Linked DNA regions of Mus musculus: all the other regions are linked to region 6. The links are chromatin contacts, called in public HiChIP or PLAC-seq and promoter capture Hi-C maps. All regions are on one chromosome and are shown on one strand. The core of a region is the stretch at or near the end of the contact, and the rest is flanking DNA. Distances in the headings are between cores, read along the strand shown.

Region 1 (3,432 bases), core at 3-2,502, 2.2 Mb before region 6:
TGTAATTTTCAAGTCAGCCCTGTACACATTCTGCGGCAGGCAGCCATGAAACTGTTTACAGCCCAGGGAGACTCCCTGTTATGCCAAGTGCTCCATGTGCTAGCGCTGCCCTCAGATCTCCTACCGCTCGCAGAATGATTGTATTTAAGCTTGAAGGTGCTTACAGTTCCACACCAGATAAGCAGGTAAGCAGGTTAAGGCTGCATCAAAACTGAACAGGGTTACACCAAGCTTCTGCAACTGCAGCCTCCTAATAATGTTGACATTTATAAAGAAGAGTAAGAGAGAACTAACCTTTTAGGTAAAGATGAGGTTAATAGTTAATGTTCCAGCATCATTACCCATAAACCAATTAGGCGTTTATAAAAGTGTACCTTAGTATTTCTACAGAGCTTTATTCTATTGTTACGAATGCACTGATTGCAGTTAGACTCTTCCTATGGGCTTTAGCAGATTGTTTATATCCATAACACTGGTGACTCACAGCACTTTGCTTTTAGCATCGAAATGATGGAAGGAAAACGCTTTCTTTCCCTTCCCAATTTAACCCTCCCATCAACTCTAAATGGCTCCTTACAAGTGGCCAGGTGACCGTGAAACGCCTTAGGGGGTTAGAGGATGAGAGAGGACGCTTGGACCTTTGGGCGGCGGGACCTAGGGGCTGGTTCCGGAACCCCCTTTGAGCCAGCCCTACCCGGGCTAGCTGCCCTGGTCAGTGCCCGCTTCGGGGGCCCTCTCTCCGGCTCACCTAATGACCAGGAGTTCGTGGAGCAGATACGCAGCCGCGGCCAGCAAAGCTCCCCCGGTCAAATAAAGGGTTTTCTTCCACCAGGGATCCGAGCCCAGCCCTGCCATGATCCCACCGTAATCCTGCAAAGGGAAAGCGATGATGTCCCCATAAAAGGAGAAGGGCTCCTCGGACCCGGCCCACCAGCCGAAGAAGGAGATGCTCTGGTTCCAGCTCAGGTCCACCACGCACGGCCTGGACGAGGCAAAGCCAACCCCCCAGTGCATGCTGCGCGGCTGGCTCCGGGCGCCCCTCCCAGGGCCCGCGCCGCCCGCATGGGAAGAGGCCGGCGCCCGGGCGAGCGGGCGGGTTCAGCGGTGCGCAGGGGGCGCGGGCGGAGGCGACGGCGGAAGGACGCGGACGGCGAGCGGAGATCTGGGATGGCTGGGCCCCCGGGCCCGGCGAGGCAGCGGCGGCCGCCGGCCTCCCTGGCCGAGGCCTCTCGCAGGCGCTCTTTGTGTCAGCGCGTGGAAAGGGCCACGTGATGTCATTGCTCCCCTGGGCCCGGCAACAGAGGCGGGATAATGTCACCTACCCCGCGCCCTGCCCCCGCCCCGCATCCCCGCGGTGCGCTGCCTCTGCTCGGCCGCAGCTGCGGGGCTGGACGCCCGGGCTCGGGGAGGCGGGCGGCGCGGGAGGCTGCGATGGCTGCGGCTGAGCCGAGCCCAGAGCCGCCGCCCTCGGTTCCACCCGCTCCCGCCCGCAGGCGCCTTGCGGAGCGCAGGGAACTCACCTGCCCTGAGCCACAGACCGGAAACCTTGGGCCAGGGCAGATTAAGGTCGGGAGCGTCTGTCTGCTCTCATTGCTTTAAAGAGCTCAGGTAAGCACAGTCACCTAGGTCCCAGGCAAGGTGCTGATGAAGTGATTGAGGTCCGCCTTGACAAATAACAGCAGAAAGTACTCTAGGTGAGAAATCTTCCCACCTTGGAAATCGTTACCAAGGATATCGCTGATACAGGATGGTCCCTTTGGGTGCTGAAAATTTGTAAAATAAGCAACTGTGTATTAAATGGTTTTCCCACTCTGGGTAACCCTGAAGAGATCGATTAGAGATTGGATTTAGGGCCTTATACATGGCAGGCACGCTCTCTACCAACATGGAATGTTCTAGATCCTTTAAATCCTTAAATGTAGACCATGTGTTCTAGCCAGAGCATGGGCAGTTTCAGTTTAGAGGAAATAAAAATATTGAAGACATATGATTTGTCACAATTTAAAATTCAAGTATGACTATAAGAATACATCTGTCCCCCAATACAGTAGAGACTGGGGTGCTGATGAAAGGGGCTCCCATTTCCTGGATTTCACCCCCTTAGAATAAACAGGTTGTACAGTCATGCTAGAAATAAAACAAAAGATTGTTTACCACCATAGCTAGAGAAGGAGGCCCTACCCAAGTTGTCACGAATTTTAGGGTCATCCCAAAGGGAGTTAAAGACCTCTCAGGATGTGTAGTCTGACATGAACTTCCATGAGAAGGAGACAGCAATCAGCCCAATGCAGTGACAGAGGAGGCCAACAGAAGGCCAGCCTGGGCCAGATACCAAGGAGCTACAGGGTGTCATCCCCCACACACTAACACAATACACACATCCTGCAAGGCACTGCAGCACTAGGTGGGACTAGGGGCATCCTCTCCCACTGAGACAAGATGAGGTGGTCCATTTAGGGGTGCGGGATCCACAGGCAGGCAACAGGCCCTGCACCAGTTGTTGGGGGACTGGAAGACTGACTCTTTAAAGAACCGCTTCTTTTCTTTCGTTTTTTCAAGGCAGGGTTTCTCTGTGTAGCCCTGGTTGTCCTGGAACTCACTCTGTAGACCAGACTGGCCTCGAACTCAGAAATCCGCCTGCCTCTGCCTCCCAAGTGCTGGGATTAAAGGCATGTGCGACCACTGCCCTGCTAAAAAACAAAACAAAACAAAAAACAAAACAAAACAAACTGCTTCTAAATGCGGAATGGACACTCGGATCTCAGATTTGACTGGCAGTAGCTATGCAGTCCTGCCTCATCTCTAAAGGCAGAGCGGGTAGGAGCTAAACCTGAGCGATAAGACCCTCCACTAGGCACTGGAAGGGTGTGAAGATTCCAGATGGAGAGCCACCACCTTTACTCCTTCCCTACAATCACAACTGAGTTTGTCAGTTTTGGTAATTCCTCCCAGTCAAAAGAATGGAATATACCTCTGGCCCTGGGCAGAAAAGGCATTCTGATCTTTCTCTGGCGAACAGAACATGTCATACTTTTGTCTTTCCCCTTAAGAGTTAATTCATCTGGGCCTGTCAATCACTTGGCCAAGAGACCACGCCCTCAGTAAGGCTGATGCTAATGCTGATCATGCTGTCCTCCAGCGCCTCCTGACTATTTTTATGTCCTTTTGTGAAAAAGAACCCAAATAGGGAGTTTTAATTTCCCCTATATTAAAATCACTATTAGTGGTGAACTAATAATTTTTTGAGCATTTTTTTCCAAAATTAAGTCAAAGTGTTGAAAGGGGAGGGAACTAATTAACTGAACACTTACCTACACAGTATTTCACAACATAATTTTTCAGTAATTTTTATTTATGTATGTATTTATTATATCTAAGTACACTGTAGCTCTCTGCAGACGCTTCATCAGGAGAGGGCAGCAGATCTCATTA
Region 2 (3,290 bases), core at 668-3,167, 2.2 Mb before region 6:
CTATAAGAAGAAAAATATGGGCTTGGAGAGATGGCTCAGCTGTTAAAGGGTAGGCTCACAACCAAAAATATAAGAAGAAAAATATGCACAAATCACCTATATAGTCGAAACATGAGACTAACTCCAGCTCTCTTGATCAACAATCCTCAAAAACAAGAAACCATGAAATAAAATACATTCTAAGCTCTTAAAGAAAATAACCATCAGCCAAGGCTGCTATAAGCCAAAAGTCTATCTTTTAAATGGGCGATGAGGGTTGGAGAGGTGGCTCAGCAGTTAAGAACACTGGCTTCTCTTCCAGAGAAACTGGACTGGATTCTCCAGCATCCATGGGGCAGTTTCCAACCGATAGACGTACAGTCCTAGGGAATCCGATGCTCTCTTCTAGCCTGTAAGGACATCAGGCACACACAGCCTGTGGTCTGCAGCTGTAGATGCAAGCAAACACCCATACCCATGCCCATACCAGAAAAGACTGGCAGTGACATGAAGATGTGGTGAGACAAGTACAAATTAGAGCAATGGCATCATGTCAGCAGAGCTGGCAAAGGCACGGAGGAGGTGACTATACGTAAGGGAAGAACATGCCAATCACAACAGCTTGGGAGGCCGAGGCAGGTGGGTCTTCTGATGTATGAGACACACATTAAAAGGTTTCTAAAAAATGGACCAGAGATGTTCTGGATCTCTGGAACAATGACTCGGATTGTTCTGGAAGACAAAGTTTAAACAATAAAAGAGTATAAATGTATATAAAGACAATAAAATCTTATAAAAGACAATAGAAGAGTATAAAATCATCTCTCCAGAAAATTAAAGTTGGAATCGTAATTCCATCTAGATCTCCAAGTTCATTAATATTTATTTATATCTTGCTCTCTTAAAAATTATAATTATTTTTTTCAGTAGTATTTAAATAGGTATTATTGCTGTTACTGTCATATTAAAATTCCCAACCATACCAATCTCTACCATATAGTGGTCATTTTCTTTTCTTTTTTTTTCTTTTTTTTTTTTGTTTTTTTTTTTGTTTTTGTTTTTGTTTTTCGAGACAAGGTTTCTCTGTGTAGCCCTGGCTGTCTTGGAACTCACTCTGTAGACCAGGCTGGCCTCGAACTCAGAAATCCGCCTGCCTCTGCCTCCTGAGTGCTGGGATTAAAGGCGTGTGCCACCACGCCCGGCCTGGTCATTTTCTTGTAAAGGTTGAACCTAATTATCTGCGTACTACTTGCGTTTAAAAATCTATAGCACCAAATGCAGTTAGCTCTTTACTTTATTTGCCAAACAAGAGCATAAATGCCTTAAATTCTTTGGCGGGGACGGTAAGATGGTGAGCAATAAAGTAGTGAGGCAGCGCTAGGACGTTCCCCGTGTGTCTTTCTTGGTTTGGTTTGGAAAGCAAGAACCACCTCCAGGATCCAGCAAGTTGAATGGCGGCTCCCGGGCCACAAGCTCATAGAACGCAAATAAAATAGGGCAAAGGTCGTGGGCTACCCGGCGGCGGCGGCACAAGAGACACGCTCTCCGAGGCCCAGATCCTTAGTCCTCAGCCTTTTTCCCCTGGCTTCTCAGACCTGGAGGGTTGTAGCCGCTGGAGAGAGCAACACCAGGTCCCGGAGGTCACCAGGGATGAGGACGGGGCAGCGCGGCGCTGCTTTTAACCAGACCCCACGGAGCCGGACAGCCCACCGCTCTCTGCCGCGCTTGCGCAGAGCCGCCCCGGCACCCGAGGCGTGCGGAAGAACCTCCGCGCCGGCGACACTCACCCGACCGTGAAGTTAGGCGAGGAGGCTGGGCGACCGCGCTGGGGCACCCAAACCCTAGCGTTTCCAGGAGACGAACCCCACGAGAGCCCAGCCTTCCACCTCTCCACATCGCGACTAGAATCCTACTCCTTTTCCGGTCCCTCCTCACAACAAATCCCCAGCGGAAGGGTTCCGCCTCCTACACTCGCGGATGCCGGCTTTTGCATTTGCATTAGTTAATGTGAATTTGTGGTCACCGTTAACTCGAGCTCCTCTATCAAATTATGTCTGCAATGAAATAAAGAGATGTTCCTAATAAAAGGCCACGAAGACCTACCTACCTTCTCGTCCTACGAGTCACGCCGTGCTGTTTTCGTATTTACGAGCTATCTCCTCAGTCTTGGAAAACCGACTCTAATGCTTAAAATCAAGTACGGAAATGCTTTTTCCGAGAAACCCATTCTCTTTCAATGCGCTCAAGTAATCACAGAGAACAGAAGTCCACATCTAAAGTACATTCTTTGAAACTGACCCTTTATTCTGTTCAGGATACACCGTATGTAGCAGAAAACTCCTTACACTCAGTTTAGACGTTTATTGGAAGTAGAAACGGAGCAGTATGAAAGATTCTAGTATGAATCTAATATGAAGTTCATACTAGTTTTTTTTTTTTTTTTTTTTTTTGTCAACTTGACATTAATTTGATTCACCAGGAAACAGGGACCCTCTCCTGAATTGCCTTCATTAGACTGAACTGCGTGTTTGTGGGGCGGCGTTTTCTTGATTGATGTTCAGCCCTTTGGAAAGTGGAACTGGGTTGTATCTGAAGCTTGCATTTATGGATCTCGCCCAGACTTCCCTCAATGATTGATTAGGATCTCTAAGCCAAAGAGAAAGAAACCCTTCCTAGAGTTGCTTTTAGTCAGTGTTTTATCCCAGCAACTAAAAGCAAACCAGGAACGGTTAAAAAACAAACAACAAAATAAAAAATAATGCCCTCATAAAAAGAAGGGTAAACTCCTAAAATTTAGGGCGTCATTCTACATTTCAGCAGGCAGTGCTGTCCTTTAAATCGGGGAAACTTACTAAGCTCTCATCCTCTGAGCTAAAATACTAACCTCATAAGCTGTATGAAAACCAGCTGCTCTATCACTGTCAGAGGTCCCTGTGTTTGGAGGTATATGGCCATTTCTCCAAATGAAGGTGGAAAGTTTTATACACAAGTTGAAGTGTCATGTTTTTGCTGGATTGACAGACCCACGGAAAATCATGGTTAACACTCTTAAGGACTTCTGTGCATGGACTGTACTTAACATTAAGTGTACACCACACAGCTCCATAGCCATCCCAGTCTCGCTTCAGCAAAGGCAGGAAGTGATATGCTTAAATACTGGTAGGAAGCAAAGAACCCTCTAAATCCCCCCACGCAGCAACAAAACGCTTTTCTGTAAGTTCAGTTGAGCTGTGTCAGAAATAAAATTGTGGTGACTGTAATGCAGTATGTAGCCATTACTGTAGGAAAGTTCCAGAGTAACTCCAGTCTTA
Region 3 (3,476 bases), core at 639-3,138, 2.0 Mb before region 6:
CGATTAACAAGGATGCTGTAGACGCCATTTCAAACTCTCAGGTAAGTTATTCATCAGAGTTCTCTAGTTTTTCAGCAGCCCACTGGCAGCCTCAGCAAGATCGTTTGAAGAAAAAAACAAAAAACAGGAAAACTTGAGGGTAAAGAATCTCTTGATGGTTTCAAAGCTTCTCTACCTCTTTCTCAATTTCCTTCATAGTGTCATGTGTACCAAACACCAGCACACAGGTTTTCAGACCCTCTAGACTAAGAACCATCCTGGAAGATAGACTCTTGCTATATCCAAAGACTTACTACTGCCTGTCTTAGTATTATGTCACTGAGACAGGCAATCAAGGCATTATCTGAGCACCAGGATTAAGTACAGGCCCAAGCTTTATCCCACCTTTTTGGGTCATCCCCTTTTGTATTTCATTTTTTTAATGGAAACATCTCAGTGAGTGAGAACAATGTAAAATAATGTCCCCCAGTGATGCTTCATTGGCCTTTCATCTTCCCAGAAACACTTGGTAGCAAGGGAGGACCTGCTTTCAGAAACAGGTTTCCAAATTCAGTTTTCTTTCTTTCTTTTTTTTTCCCCCTTCTTCTTCTTTATTCTCAGGCAAAGAGGGAAACAAGCAAACCAATTCACAGAATTAAAATTTTGTTATTCTCTTCCCACTAAAATTTAATTAAACTAAATGTCTCTATCTAGTCCTGTTCATTTTTTATGTATTTAGTGGAAAGCCTGCTCAACGCTTAGCCCAAGCATACAACTTCCTGCATGTTTAACCAAATGTATTTAGAGACAAATATCTTTAAGATTACTTTAGCCCTTCCATGGTCACTGAAAGACATTAAAATTTAGTGATTTAAGTGGTTAAAGGAAGAGGACAAAATCTGGGAAATACACGACTTTAAGGCAAAATATAAGACACTGGCTAATGAATGAAAATGGATATATTTTGAGAGCCCCTGTGCTCGCAAATTCTAGAAGCATTAAAGTCAATTTAGGAGCCTGCAATTGGTGGCTCATGCCTTTAATTCCAACACTTAGAAGCAGAAGCAGAGGCAGGCAGATTTCATTAAGTTCGATGCCAGCCTGTGAGTTTTAGGGCAGCCATCCCTCAACGTGAGAAACACTGCTTCGGGGATGGGGGTAGTGGTGTCAATCTAGGCATAAGGCTGGGCCAGGAAGCAGCAGGTAGAAACAAGCACGACTCACTCCTCTCCTCTGAGTAAATATTAAATCTACAGTAAGGCGAATGACAAGAGATTATAATATCACTGCTATGAAAAAACAAACAAACAAACAAGCTAGCTAGCAATAGCCAACCATGTCCATCCAAAGCAGGGAACCTCACAGAGCTACAATGGGTCACTCTTTCCCTTGCCGGTGCCCACATCATCCCACCAATCAAACCCCAAATTTGAAATGAAACCGCCTCCGACTCCCTTCCCGGAGATCAAACCCCTTACCTCTTACCCATCCTTCGAGCTCACCTCCCCTCTGCTCCCGAAATCTCTCTGTGAGAAGAGGGGAGGCTCGCAAACGACAGCATCACGTTTCGGACCCCCGGCTTCCCAGGGAGGGCTCACCCGCAGCGGCCAGGATGGAAACCCCGAGGGATGGGCAGGCCCAGCCCTCCTGTGCCCCAGCCCCGGCCCCAGGCGAGAAAATGGAAGCTCACTTACTAGTGGGAGCTCTGCCAGAAGTTCCCTGCCATGGAATAATACTGCTTGCCCTGATACAAATGCACCAGCCAGCAAAGCGGCCCGCGGAGCGACCATAGACACAGTCCGGACGACTGTGCTCCTACCAGACTGGCTGGGCTGAACTCCACAGCCACCGCAGCCGGAGGAAGAGAACAGCACCCTCGTCGCCTTGACGCCGGTCGACAACACTGAGCGGCGTACACCGGTTCCGGCAGACAAAAGTTCCGGCCCGCCCTAGTTGCGGAGGAAGCTAGCAACCGCCCGACCGCCAATGGGCTTGTTGAGGCGGGAGCTAAGGAAACACGGGCGGAGGCTCCCGGTGGCGAGAGGCTCTCCCCGAGGTTTCCTGCCAATTCTCCTCCAGAGCGTCCACACACTGGGTTTCTGGTCTAGTGCGGTTTTCTTTTGGGTCCATTTAGGGATCTTGTTAATCCACGGTGTAGGCCTTCAGAAATAGCACACTGGCGTTGAAGAAAGCATGGCAGTATATGACTGCTTTTTCCCTAGGGCTGAAAGGAGAAATAAATGAAAGTAATTTTGGCCTTAAGATGTAAGTGCTCTTAGTAAAGTTCCTGTCGGTATTAAGCCTAACGAGTTAAGTGTAGACTTAACTTAGAGTAGCAATCTTTTTATGTCAGAGCCGGCTACTTGTTTACCTAAAAACATGAGCATATAAATGTACATCTAGCTAACACTTACGTTCCAAATGGGTATGCCGCAGAAATGCAATTAAATAATATTTAAATGTTGCTGTTATCATTGCAACTTTGCGTTCGCGTTTCGTACTGTACTTCGGCGGCAGAGTCAAGAACATGAGGAGTTTCAGGCCAGTCCTTGCTTCATGCTGAGACGCCATCTAGGGGAAAAGAGGAAAAGGGATGTAGATAATCAAGGATGTAAAATGCTTGCTGGTGCCCCAGAAGCTCTGGGTGATACTCAGCACTATATACACCTGCAAGCTAAGGGTATTCAATACCCTCAGATACGTTGTTTTGGGCCAGCCTAGGACAGGTGAGGATCTATCTAAATCTTTTAAGTTTTAATTTAAATTAAAAAATGTCTCTAAATGATTGGGCACACCTGAAAATTAGTCAAGAATTCCGAGGAAGATAGCACCAATGTTTTTCCTTTGTGAGTGGAGTCTAATTGAGATGTGGAATGGAGTGAAAACAATTTCTATAAGTGAAACTAGTATGCCAACTATAGAAAAGATGTTTTTAAATTCCACCCACTTAGGCACGTACACAATTAACCTGTGAAATACATTTATTCTTGAATTTGGATGAGCTAGACTAGGCTTCATTGTTATAACATTGTTATACCCCCAACTTAGCTTGAAAATTCGTCTCATTCTCATGGTATTTCCTAAAGCTGGCTAGTTCTTCCTGGCTGCCCTCTAGATCTTCAGAGAACTAGAGGGTTTCTATCTCCCAACTATTCATTTCAATGTTCCTTGCTTCCAAGATCAACATCTTTCTGGGCAGAACATGACTCAAGCGAGCTCTTTAATAACTAGTATTAAGAGTCTTGAAATAGAAACAACCCAATCAATTTTCATGACCCACTGACCAGAATATACCCAAATGACTCCAACTTAATAGCCAAGGTACCTAAAAAATGTTGAGAGGCATGTAATACATTTGTGAACATTACTGTTTGTTTCACTGCAGATCAGTTTGTTTGTTTGTTTGTTTTGTTTTTTCAAGACAGGGTTTCTCTGCATAGCCCTGGTTGTCCTGGAACTCACTTTGTAGACCAGGCTGGCCTGGAACTCAGAAATCC
Region 4 (3,184 bases), core at 477-2,976, 2.1 Mb before region 6:
TGAGAATTGAAATATGTTTTAAATCTCTTTGTACCTAGCAGTTCTGTATTCTTAACACTAAAGGGATTCAGAAGTGAAAGCAGTTAAGATCTTGAGTTGGTGGCTAGCCTGGGCTCCTTCCCCCAAACTGAAATAAAGTTCTATAGTAGCCCGAGTCGGTAATCTCAATTGTAAGAAGCTAAAGCAGGAAAGGCGCTGAGCGGTCTAGGCCAGTCTTTGCAACAGAGTAACAAAGAAACAAAACACCGACCAATCAAATAGAAGCTGGTGGGAAACAGCAGACACCTGAAAGATTTAGCAATGGTCAAAAGTGGAAGAATCCGGACAACAAAAGCTAGGACTGACACATAGACATAAAGTAGTAATTTTTCATTGAACAGAGACGGTGGCCAGAAGGCTCAGCAGCTACAGCACCGGCTGCTCTTGCAGAGGACCTGCCTCCAGTTGCCAGCACCTCATGGCAACTCACAACCATCTGTAACTTCAGTTCCAGGGGATCTCCACAGAAAAATACTATCTTTTTTTAAAAATGATTTTTTTCTTTAACTAAGGAAATAGGAGCATGCCCTCAATTAATAATGTAACAACATTGTTCCATTAATAGTAAAAAAAAACAAAAAAACGTGTCATGGAAGTATATGTTACTGAGAAAATAAAACACGTGGTTATACACTAGCTGTTTAATTTTTCTATAATTAAATTAAGTTCTAGGGCTTGATGTGGTAGTGAATACATTTAATTCCAGCATTCATGAGCGAAGGCAGGAGTTCCAGGCCAGCCAGGATCATATAATGAGGCTCAAAAAAGTCCTTAAATATAAAGCTTACTTATGTTTTAAATTGTGTGTCTTAAGAATATCCGAGAACTCATTACGTCTCCCCTGATGCTTTAGAAAACCACCCCACAAATAAAGTCTTTACTGTTCTGGTTTGGTTTTAGCTGGATGTACTCAAAAAAAAAAAAAAATCCAAGATTGTTTTTGTTTTATCTAGGGTTAGGAAGAGAAAAGGTAAATGAAGTATTAAAGACTGCTAATTTAATCAAGCACAGTCAAAATTTGCTCAGTGCCCAGTTTTGTTAAGATGACACTATTATCCACAAAACTACGAAACAACTGAAATATAGGATACTACTTGTTTCCTCAGTGATGCTTAACACATAATACCCATCACTGGGTAAAAACACCAAAACTAAGCAACTAAATGATACTTGTCTAGGACGCAGCAGAAAGCGGTTGCGCCTGCGTAGTGCGAGTCGCAGAGTCGAAGTTCCAGATCCCGGCCCCCGCCGCCTCCGCCCCTCCACACTCCCTGCCCCTCAAGGGTTCCCACTGCGCACGCGCACTGCTTAACGGCCGCTCAGGCGCCCAACAATTAGTCCCTTGCCTTCTCAAAGGAAACTCTTAGTTCGAAGAATGGGTCGTGAGCCCTCTCCTTAGCCAAAGGCGGTTCCCTTCGGGCGACAGCGGCTCTCTCGCTCACTCTCTCGGGCGGACGCCGGAGCTTCTCCGGAATGAGGTTCTGGCGGTGGCGCCAAGCAGCGTACGCAGCCTGAGTCCCGCTCCGTTCGCCACACTGACCCAGAGGACTTTAGTCCTCCGGCAGGTCCCCCGGGGTAAACTGCTCGTCGCTTACCCGCTCCGGTTCCGGAATACCGCTGTCGCCACCGTTCCTGTAATTCTCTCCAACCTTTCGATGCTTCTACTTCTTCATGAACAAGACAAGATGGCGCCCGGTGGTTCTCACCCGGAAGTGAATGATAATAACATCCGCTTTTCGGCTGAAGTCACACTGATTCTCAGCCAGGCTTACGACCATGTGATCTTACCGACGGGACGAGTCCGCGCCATTTTTGTTGAGGGCAAACCCAACCCACCTCGAGTTGGACCCTCTTGTGTGTGAAGCCCGTGTCATACCCGACACATTTTCATTTGTACAGCCAGCACAAAGCCGAGCCTAACGTTCCGGTACAATGGACGGAATTTAGTAAACTTTAGGCAGGAGACCCTCGAAGAGCAAATGCGTTCTAAGAATCAGTTCCGCTTTGGGAAGGATGCTGAATCGCTTTGCCTCTTTCAGACTACGGAGAGGACCGCAAGTCAAACCCTGCCAACTTGGAACTCACTGTGCCAGGCCTGAGTCGCAGAGCCTGAGTTCTGGAAGCAGGGTGTTTGCTAGGTCTCCTTGTTCACCTCCTAGCATCGCGCCCCCTGGTGGGAACATTTACTCAGTTCAACTTCGCTCAGCTACTCTTTAAGGAAAAGTAACTGAGAAGCAGAGTTTCCACTGGTCCTTCCTTACCTAAACTCCAAGATGGCCTCCCGAAAGGAGGTAAAAGGTGTTTAGCGTGAACAATGTTCATATATCTAAAATGTCAACTTTCCAGACTAGGAGTTTAATTACAAAAGGAAACAAAAATTCTAAGAAACACAGCATTCTTAACCTAAATATTGGAAAATGACTTTCTTGAAATGTCAGTGTAACTAAAAAGAGTTATGAAGGAGAATTCCAGGAAAAAGTCTGTGTCTGCAAAGATTGATTGGAGCTTCAGTGATGTGGAGAGGTTGGAATTTTACAAGTCCAGAGGCTAATTACCCAATCTGGCCCTAGCTTTACCCACGAATTGCCAGTCTTTGCCAACCTCCCCATATTAGAGCTAAATCCTGTGACTAATAGATTAAAAACCTTTTAGAACTTTTAAAAAAATGATTTATTTATTTTTATTTTATGTGTATTGGTGTTTTGCCTGCGTGCATGTCTGTGTGAGGGTGTCAAATCACTTGTTGCTGGACTACAGATAGTTGTAAGCTGCCATGTGGGTACTAGGAATTGAACTCTGGTACCAGCGCTATTAACCACTGCCCCAGCCTTTGGAACTTTTTAACTTAGCTGACTCCCAGTTTCCACCAACCCAAGAGCTAAGAATGTTATCAGATAGCATCTGCAGCGATGTAAAAAGTGTCCCCATCTTGCTGTAGCTTCTGTGATGTACACACCAATGTATCTTAAGCCTGCCTTGGTTTATGACTGTCTGTTCTTTAAAAACTATAAAATGTCATGAAACCACTTCCGTGTTATAAAAGAAATTTGGCATAACTGTGTTCCTTGTGCCATGGACATTCAAATGTGGCTCCACAATAAACTCTCTTATTCCCTTTAATGTGAGAACTCTGTTTTTAGCACCC
Region 5 (3,041 bases), core at 382-2,881, 2.1 Mb before region 6:
AACAACCTGCTACCTTTTTCGAAACCGTTGTCTCAAACGTCTCCCGGTAATGGAGGGGCAATTTCCAATCATTTTTCTAGCAGATGTAACGTTATCTGAACATCCACAAGCCATAATGTGGCAATACCATGTAACCTTCTCCTACAAATGCCACTTAAGGCAGAACAAGCAAGCAAACAACATTAAAATCCAACTACTGGACTTTCAAAGGCTTTCCATTATCAAAATTGTGTCTGGAAACCTCCAAGTCTCTCCTGGCACTGAGGAGTCAAGAGGACTGACTCACAGGATTCAGCACATGGTTGTATATTTCATGGTACATTCTATGAACACTCAACCCGACTAGACTGGAAAAGGGTACTTTGCCCATAACTTCCATAAAGTCTCTCTCTTCAGGTGGGTAAGACAAGGACTAAGCAGCAACATGAATCTGGGTTCAGGGGAACCCATTAGAGACTTGGAGCACAGAAACTGTATGGTAACTGGTCATTTTGGCATGAAACATAATGCTGAGTATAGAACAATTACTACTACATCAGAACATGCCCAAACTCCAAGTTTTAAGATGCCAAACAAGGGCCAATGTTGCAGGCAGAGCCATCAAAGGACAGAAGTTTCAGGCCTGACTTCACCACAAACATGTTCTGGCTTTTTCTTTCTTTCTTTTTTTTTTTTTTTTTTGAGGTTTTGCAAACATCAAACGTTACAGCTTTCTTTTAAAACATAAATCTATTGATGTATTTTATATGTATGGCTGTGCACGTGTTTAGTGTTTCGATTTGCATTAGTGAGGTCAGAGTAGCTTCTCTCTTTCACCTCGTGGGTCCAGGAGATTGAACCATCAGGTTTGGCGACCTGCTGAGACGTCAACTTCAGCTTTTAATTTAAATATTATCTAGCACTTGCGTTACCTCTAACAAAGGATGTACGGCTAACGCAATTAATATCACACTTTTCAACTGGCTACAAGCTTCCCTTGTCAAATTGGTTTTTGTTTTGATTTTTTTTTAAGTTTTGGGCTGCTATTCTCCAGCGTGAGAAGAGGAAATGCAAACATCTTCCTTTTAGATACCCGGGCTCAAAACACTCAATTCTATGAACCTCTTACAAGCACTTTGAGATACGTCACTATCATCATCCTTAATTTACACTTGGAACTGGATAGAGGTAAAGTGACTTGCAGAAGTCCGGGAGCCGGACGTGGGCTCAGGTATAGGATCGACCCCTAACCTAATATTTGGCGTCGCCAAAAAGCTGTGTCTAGGCTCTTCGTCAGGCCATGAATGCACCCCAAGTTAGCAGAGCGGGATGTGCTGCGAGGGGAGACCCCGAGGGGACAAGCGGACGCTGCATGCCCGGGTCACCAAAAAGACGAGACTCGGCCTGGCTCCCTCCCCGACCCCGGCTCTTCCCCCCTGCCGCCAGCACTCGGCCCGGGAGGCCGCCTGGTGCCTTTGTGAATCTGGACGCGAGGGTAGGCTAGGAAACCTCTCTTTCTAGGCTGGTTGACGTACAGGAAGGTCTCGTCGCCCAAGCGAAGACACAGTGGTTACAGTGACCCCAAAGCCTGGGCCCCAACTCACCCCGCCCGCCGGGCCGCAGCTTCCACACGCAGGAGCTTCTGCGCCTGTGCAGAGGGGAACCCGGAGAAGGCGGGGCTTGGCGTCCTGGGCGGGGGCGAGGGCGGGGTCTGGTGTTCTGGGTGGGCCGAAGGCGGGACTTTGAGTCCAGACCCAGATCTGGGTTTTCCTTTGGCGGCTTGGAGGTTGGAGCATGGTGGAGGAGTGTAGATGGGATGAGGGGATGGCGCCCTGCAGCCAACTGATTACAGTGCCAGCCACGGGGCCTGGATGCAGGCGCTGGCTTTAGTGAGCTGCGTCCCACTTGCTGGGTGCCTTTTAAGACAGCTTCCCTTGTTCCATCACCCAACTCGGAACCTAAAGTCGCATCTGAGATTCACTCTATATGATTTTAACGTTTTATTTCACGTGGTTCTCACTTCTGAACTAGATTGTACATCACACCTGTAATTCTGCTCAATCCGATCATCTGTTACAACAATGTACACCTTGCTTTTGAGTAAAAACAGTTGGTTTGAAATTTTGTTGTGGGGCTGGAGAGATGACTCAGTGGTTAAGAACACTGACTACTCATCCTGAGATCCTCAGTTCAATTCCCAGCAACCACATGGTGTCTCAGAACCATCTGTAATGGGATCCGATACCCTCTTCCTGTTACAAAAAATAAAAAAATTTAAAAAACAAAAAATAATTTCTTGCAAGCACTAGTTGATGAGCCACAGTCTTTCACAAGGGACAAGTTGTGACCTAATGGATCGTGTGCTGGGGTTGGAGTTTAAAAGAGTTCAGTTAAGAACCAAAAGCTGACTGGGTTTGTTGTTGTGGTTTGTTGTTTCCACTTTTTTTTTTTTTTTTAACTTAAAAATCTAATTCATTTCCATGGGGAAACTTGGCAAAGGAGAGAACTCTTCCTTTATGTTGTTTATAGGAACCATTCATTAGACAAATGCAGTGGAATACAAGCATGCTGGTCAAGATACTAGGTATGGGGTACATAATTGTCTTTTAGAAGGTCATTTTCTTCCAGGGAAAAAAAGAAATGCTGCATCTGTAAGAACAGTTTGGGTTATGATATAATTCCAAAGTCTATATACAAATTTCAAATTTGTCTGTATAAATATCAAGTTTCATATGTTAGTATTGAATTTGAAATAGACTATGTAAAAGATGCAAAAATTTGCATCCTAAATTGTGTCAGGTTTTTGTTTTTTGTTTTTTTCTGGTTTTTCTTTCTTTTTTTTTTTATTAGATCTTTTCTTTATATATATTTCAAATTTCAAATGCTATCCGGAAAGTTCCCTATACCCCCCACCCCGCCCTGCTCCTCTACCCACCCACTCCCACTTCTTGGCCCTGGCATACCATTGTACTGGGGCATATAAAGTTTGCAATACCAAGGGGCCTCTATTCCCAGTGATGGCCGACTAGGTCATCTTCTGCTACATATGCAGCTAGAGACAT
Region 6 (3,447 bases), core at 549-3,048:
GGAGAAGTCTGTACACGCTCTGGAGAAAGGCAGGCCCCTGTGAAGAGCATTTTGAAGCAGCTAGTACATTTATTTACAGAGATCTTACAGGGGGGAAAAAAGGGTCCAGGAAATGTAAAGGCAACACAGTTTAAACACACAGCCAAGTGGACACATTCAGTAATCTCCTAGCACTACAAATAGCATATGAGCTTGAAGGTGCTCTGAAAAGCACGTTGTCATAAGACCTGTGGACAGGTTATTACTGTGCCCAATGACCTTAAGCATTAGAGTGACATGATGTTTGGTGTCCGCTGGAAACTTGACAGAATCTAGAATCACCTGGGAGATGGCCTATTGACATTGCCTTCAAAGGATTATCTTGCTTCTGGTAACTGAGGTGGGCAGGGCCATTCCATGGGCTATATGCAACAAAGGCATGATAAGCATGCCTCTCACTCTATTTCCTCACTTCTGGTTTATTGTGACCAGCTGCTTCAAGCTCCGGTCACTAGGTATGAGCCAGCGTAAACTCCATTTCCCTTAAGTTGTTTTGGACCAGTCATTTATCACAGCAAGAGGAATAGGTTGAAGAAAAGTAAAATTGTCATGTACATTTTTGAGAGATTTTTGTGCACCATAGGCATATGCCCCTAACTTATATGTAAAATTAGGGGCTAGTAACTAATGGACCAGAGTGGAAAAGAATGAACGTTTGTTCATTCAAGTGGTATTTACTGAGTCCTACAAATACTCATGGAGCCTTAGTGTTCTTCTTGGTAGACTACTTTTTTCTCTTCTTCAAAAGTTGCAGCAACAACGGAGTGAATCAGAAAGGTGGTTTAATGTTAACAAGATATTTAGAACAGAAATGTTACAAGGTGATTAGGCTGAGAACTTGTTACCTATGGAGTAGTGAAGTTAAAGGTGTCACAGGCAACAAGAAGCCAGGATTCGTGAACTTTTCTGACAAGAGAACTAGTCGGCTCTGGGGTGGGTTTAAATTAATTTGTGAGGTCTAGCTGAGGTGTTTGGCTAAATGTACTATTTATTCTGGAAGAACTTTTGTTCTTTCTCTGAAGTAGAATGGCGGGCCATATGGTGAGTAATGTGGTCATTACACTGCAGTGTGACCTTTCTCGCAATGTAAATTACCAACAGCTCTTTTCTAAACCAGTTGACTCATTGTGTCAAAGAGTCAAGAGACAGCTACCTTTCAGAATTACTGTGTCCATTAACTGTACGAAAAGGGATATATGCACTTGCTCAATCAGTAGTAGCTTTGTCCCTGGGCCACTGTGGTGCCAAGAGAAAGGAACAATTTCATTACCAACACAATGGTCTCGTGTGACTACCATTACTAATGGACCCTAAATCAAATATTAAAGCGAGGTCAAGGGGTTTTCCTTCGCAGCCTACTTTGGCTGCGAAAGCACGGACGTGCCTGGAGGGTCTTCCCTGAGGTTATGCAGGAAGCTCTGCAGCTGACTGAACAGACCAGGTAGCTGCTGTTCACAAGTCACCACCGGCTTCCCGGCGGCTGCCCCGCCCCCTTTCCGGCTCTGGCTCCACCTCCTCTCCCTTATTGGTTGGCGTGCCTCTCCGCCTGACCGCCTGGAAGACCCGGAGGAGCGGAGTGGCCCCTAGGCGGGCTGGGCGCGCGCTCGCTGCGCATGCTCGAGGGCAGCTGGATTCCCGGTCTGGACCAGAGGCTCAGAGCGGCCCCGGCGGGGAGGCGCGCCCGTGCGCGGCAGCGGCAGCGGAGTCGCGAGCACGCTGCGCGCTCCCGAGGAAGGGAGGTGTAGGCCGGGGTGGGTGGGGGGAGGGCCGGGTGTCGGCGCGCTTGGCGTGCGGGATCCGAGTGGCTGCGGGCGGCCTGAGCTGCCCGGCCGACGCCTGCTGCGAGATGGCGATCTTGGGCGCGGAGGGCTGAGGAGGCGCCGCCGCGGTGGCTGCGGGCCCCGGGAGCCGCAGCTTTGCGCGGGTAAGTACAGCGGGGCTCTGGAGGGCGGCCGGGCCGGAGTTCGCCGGGGTGGGGTCGCCGGGCTTGCCCCGAGCTGGCCCTGGCACCGGCCTGTGCGGGTGACACCGGAGCCCGGCGAAGTGGCTCGGTGACTGCAGTGCTCAGCCTCCTGACCGGCGGCTTGCTGGCGTCCCAGCTTCCCCGCCTCAGAACTGCTGCCCTGACTTTCACCCGGATCCCACCGGCGCGAGCCGGGACGCCAGCCTCAGAACGTCCTTTTCTGACACGTTTTTAGCATTCAGCTTTTTTTTTTTTTTCACTGACTCCGCACCTCCTCTCACCAACAATCTTAATCTCCACCTTTGGTGACCTGGTAGGTTCAAGTGACCTTGCAAAATTTTCTAATCCTCATCTCGTGATTTGGGTCCTTTTCCTTTAAATCTTCTTTTAAAATGTAGTATTGTTAGGATTTGGTACTTTGCCCGTCGCCTTTAGCCTTTACAGTCCTTAAATGATCAGTTTGTGGCTTAGGGCTGTATGGCTTTCTACTCATCGGTTTGGAGTTGTAAGTTCTTTTGCTCTAAGCGATTCCTCTTCATTATTACCAAAAAGAAGGTGTATCTATTATGCTTTTGAAATATTTTACTCGTCCACCATAAAATATTTCACAAATGTCTGTGTTTTCCCTGTTAATGTTTCATCTTTTTGTGTGCATAAAATTGAATTCCTCCCCCTAAAATGCCGCTACTTAGAGTTATGGAAAAAAATGCCAGAGTTACCTTCCCACTCCCCATTTGGTGTTTTTTTTACCCCTGATGAAATACCCTGTTCACAGTTGTCTGTAGGTTTCTGTAAGAGTTTTTGCTTATGTATAAATCCACTTAACATGTCTCACCAAGTCTGTATGTAACTGCTAGTAAAACTCTCCTTTTAAAAAAGACATTCTTTCATTTATCTAACTTCCTTGAGCCATAAAACTATGTGCTTAAGCTGACTGAAAATTACCATTTTTTAAATAACTAGTTAACATTTTAAATTCAAAGATAATGTCCAAGTGTTGGAGCTGTTGAAATTGAGATGCTTGAGAAATGTGACTTAGCTCTTTGAGACATAGATTATTAACATTTCCAAATAATTCTTCACGTAAAATGTAGAGCTGCTTTTAAGACACTGTACTTTTGAAACCCAGGGCATGGCTGATCAGGTCTCTTGCCTTCAAAGAGATGGTAATCTCTTGAGTTGGCTGAAATTTCTGTTACATCCTTGCACAATTATTAAGCATCAACTGCATGACAGTGAGGTATTTGGAGGTATATGTAGATCAAATGGTTAGCAGCTTCTGTCTTTGCAGGCTATGGAGGAGGTATGTGTGTTGGGTTATATACCGATGCTCCTTTTATGTCCCTGTGAATAAATGGCAGGATCTCACTACAAAGCCCAGTCTGGCCTTGAACTTGCCATCTTCCTGCCTCTGAGGTCATAGGTCTATGCCACCATGCCCAGAA

The links. Promoter capture Hi-C pulls out the DNA fragments that hold promoters and counts their contacts. HiChIP or PLAC-seq counts read pairs in DNA pulled down with a chosen protein or histone mark.
Region 1: a contact with region 6 is called in an H3K4me3 HiChIP or PLAC-seq map of pro-B cells, with 9 times the contacts expected there. The contact joins the promoter of Faxc here to the promoter of Wwp1 in region 6. A contact is called at or near these places in 2 of 39 promoter capture datasets (cranial neural crest and pre-B cells) and 4 of 115 datasets of contacts at active chromatin or transcription factors (astrocytes, embryonic forebrain, pro-B cells and 1 more).
Region 2: a promoter capture Hi-C map of pre-B cells shows a contact between it and region 6. The contact joins the promoter of Coq3 here to the promoter of Wwp1 in region 6. A contact is called at or near these places in 2 of 39 promoter capture datasets (cranial neural crest and pre-B cells) and 2 of 115 datasets of contacts at active chromatin or transcription factors (astrocytes and embryonic forebrain).
Region 3: a promoter capture Hi-C map of pre-B cells shows a contact between it and region 6. The contact joins the promoter of Ccnc here to the promoter of Wwp1 in region 6. A contact is called at or near these places in 4 of 39 promoter capture datasets (cranial neural crest, hippocampal neurons, pre-B cells and 1 more), 2 of 484 Hi-C or Micro-C datasets (CD4 T cells and rod photoreceptor), 6 of 115 datasets of contacts at active chromatin or transcription factors (astrocytes, embryonic forebrain, epiblast stem cells and 3 more) and 2 of 9 other capture datasets (adipose tissue and liver).
Region 4: a promoter capture Hi-C map of pre-B cells shows a contact between it and region 6. The contact joins the promoter of Pnisr here to the promoter of Wwp1 in region 6. A contact is called at or near these places in 8 of 39 promoter capture datasets (the C10 cell line, cranial neural crest, embryonic stem cells and 5 more), 7 of 484 Hi-C or Micro-C datasets (B cells, CD4 T cells, CD8 T cells and 2 more), 3 of 115 datasets of contacts at active chromatin or transcription factors (astrocytes, embryonic forebrain and large pre-B cells) and 2 of 9 other capture datasets (adipose tissue and liver).
Region 5: a promoter capture Hi-C map of pre-B cells shows a contact between it and region 6, with 12 times the contacts expected there. The contact joins the promoter of Usp45 here to the promoter of Wwp1 in region 6. A contact is called at or near these places in 9 of 39 promoter capture datasets (the 3T3-L1 cell line, cranial neural crest, embryonic stem cells and 5 more), 4 of 484 Hi-C or Micro-C datasets (B cells, CD4 T cells, CD8 T cells and 1 more), 2 of 115 datasets of contacts at active chromatin or transcription factors (astrocytes and embryonic forebrain) and 2 of 9 other capture datasets (adipose tissue and liver).

What each region holds. Positions count from the first base shown.
Region 1 is chr4:21,929,146-21,932,577 of GRCm38.p6, reverse strand. Faxc (failed axon connections homolog) reads right to left here and starts at 1,252. Exons shown (of 6, transcript NM_175234.4): 1 at 749-1,252. The coding sequence starts at 1,014.
Region 2 is chr4:21,878,273-21,881,562 of GRCm38.p6, reverse strand. It overlaps Coq3 (coenzyme Q3 methyltransferase), which reads right to left and starts at 1,917. Exons shown (of 7, transcript NM_172687.2): 1 at 1,767-1,917. The coding sequence starts at 1,875.
Region 3 is chr4:21,726,113-21,729,588 of GRCm38.p6, reverse strand. Ccnc (cyclin C) reads right to left here and starts at 1,888. Exons shown (of 12, transcript NM_016746.4): 1 at 1,674-1,888. The coding sequence starts at 1,705.
Region 4 is chr4:21,846,590-21,849,773 of GRCm38.p6, reverse strand. It overlaps Pnisr (PNN interacting serine/arginine-rich), which reads right to left and starts at 1,726. Exons shown (of 11, transcript NM_001369189.1): 1 at 1,635-1,726. 4930528A17Rik (RIKEN cDNA 4930528A17 gene) reads left to right here and starts at 1,326. Exons shown (of 1, transcript NR_028384.1): 1 at 1,326-3,184.
Region 5 is chr4:21,774,860-21,777,900 of GRCm38.p6, reverse strand. Usp45 (ubiquitin specific petidase 45) reads right to left here and starts at 1,631. Exons shown (of 18, transcript NM_152825.2): 1 at 1,584-1,631.
Region 6 is chr4:19,707,355-19,710,801 of GRCm38.p6, reverse strand. It overlaps Wwp1 (WW domain containing E3 ubiquitin protein ligase 1), which reads left to right and starts at 1,798. Exons shown (of 25, transcript NM_177327.5): 1 at 1,798-1,963.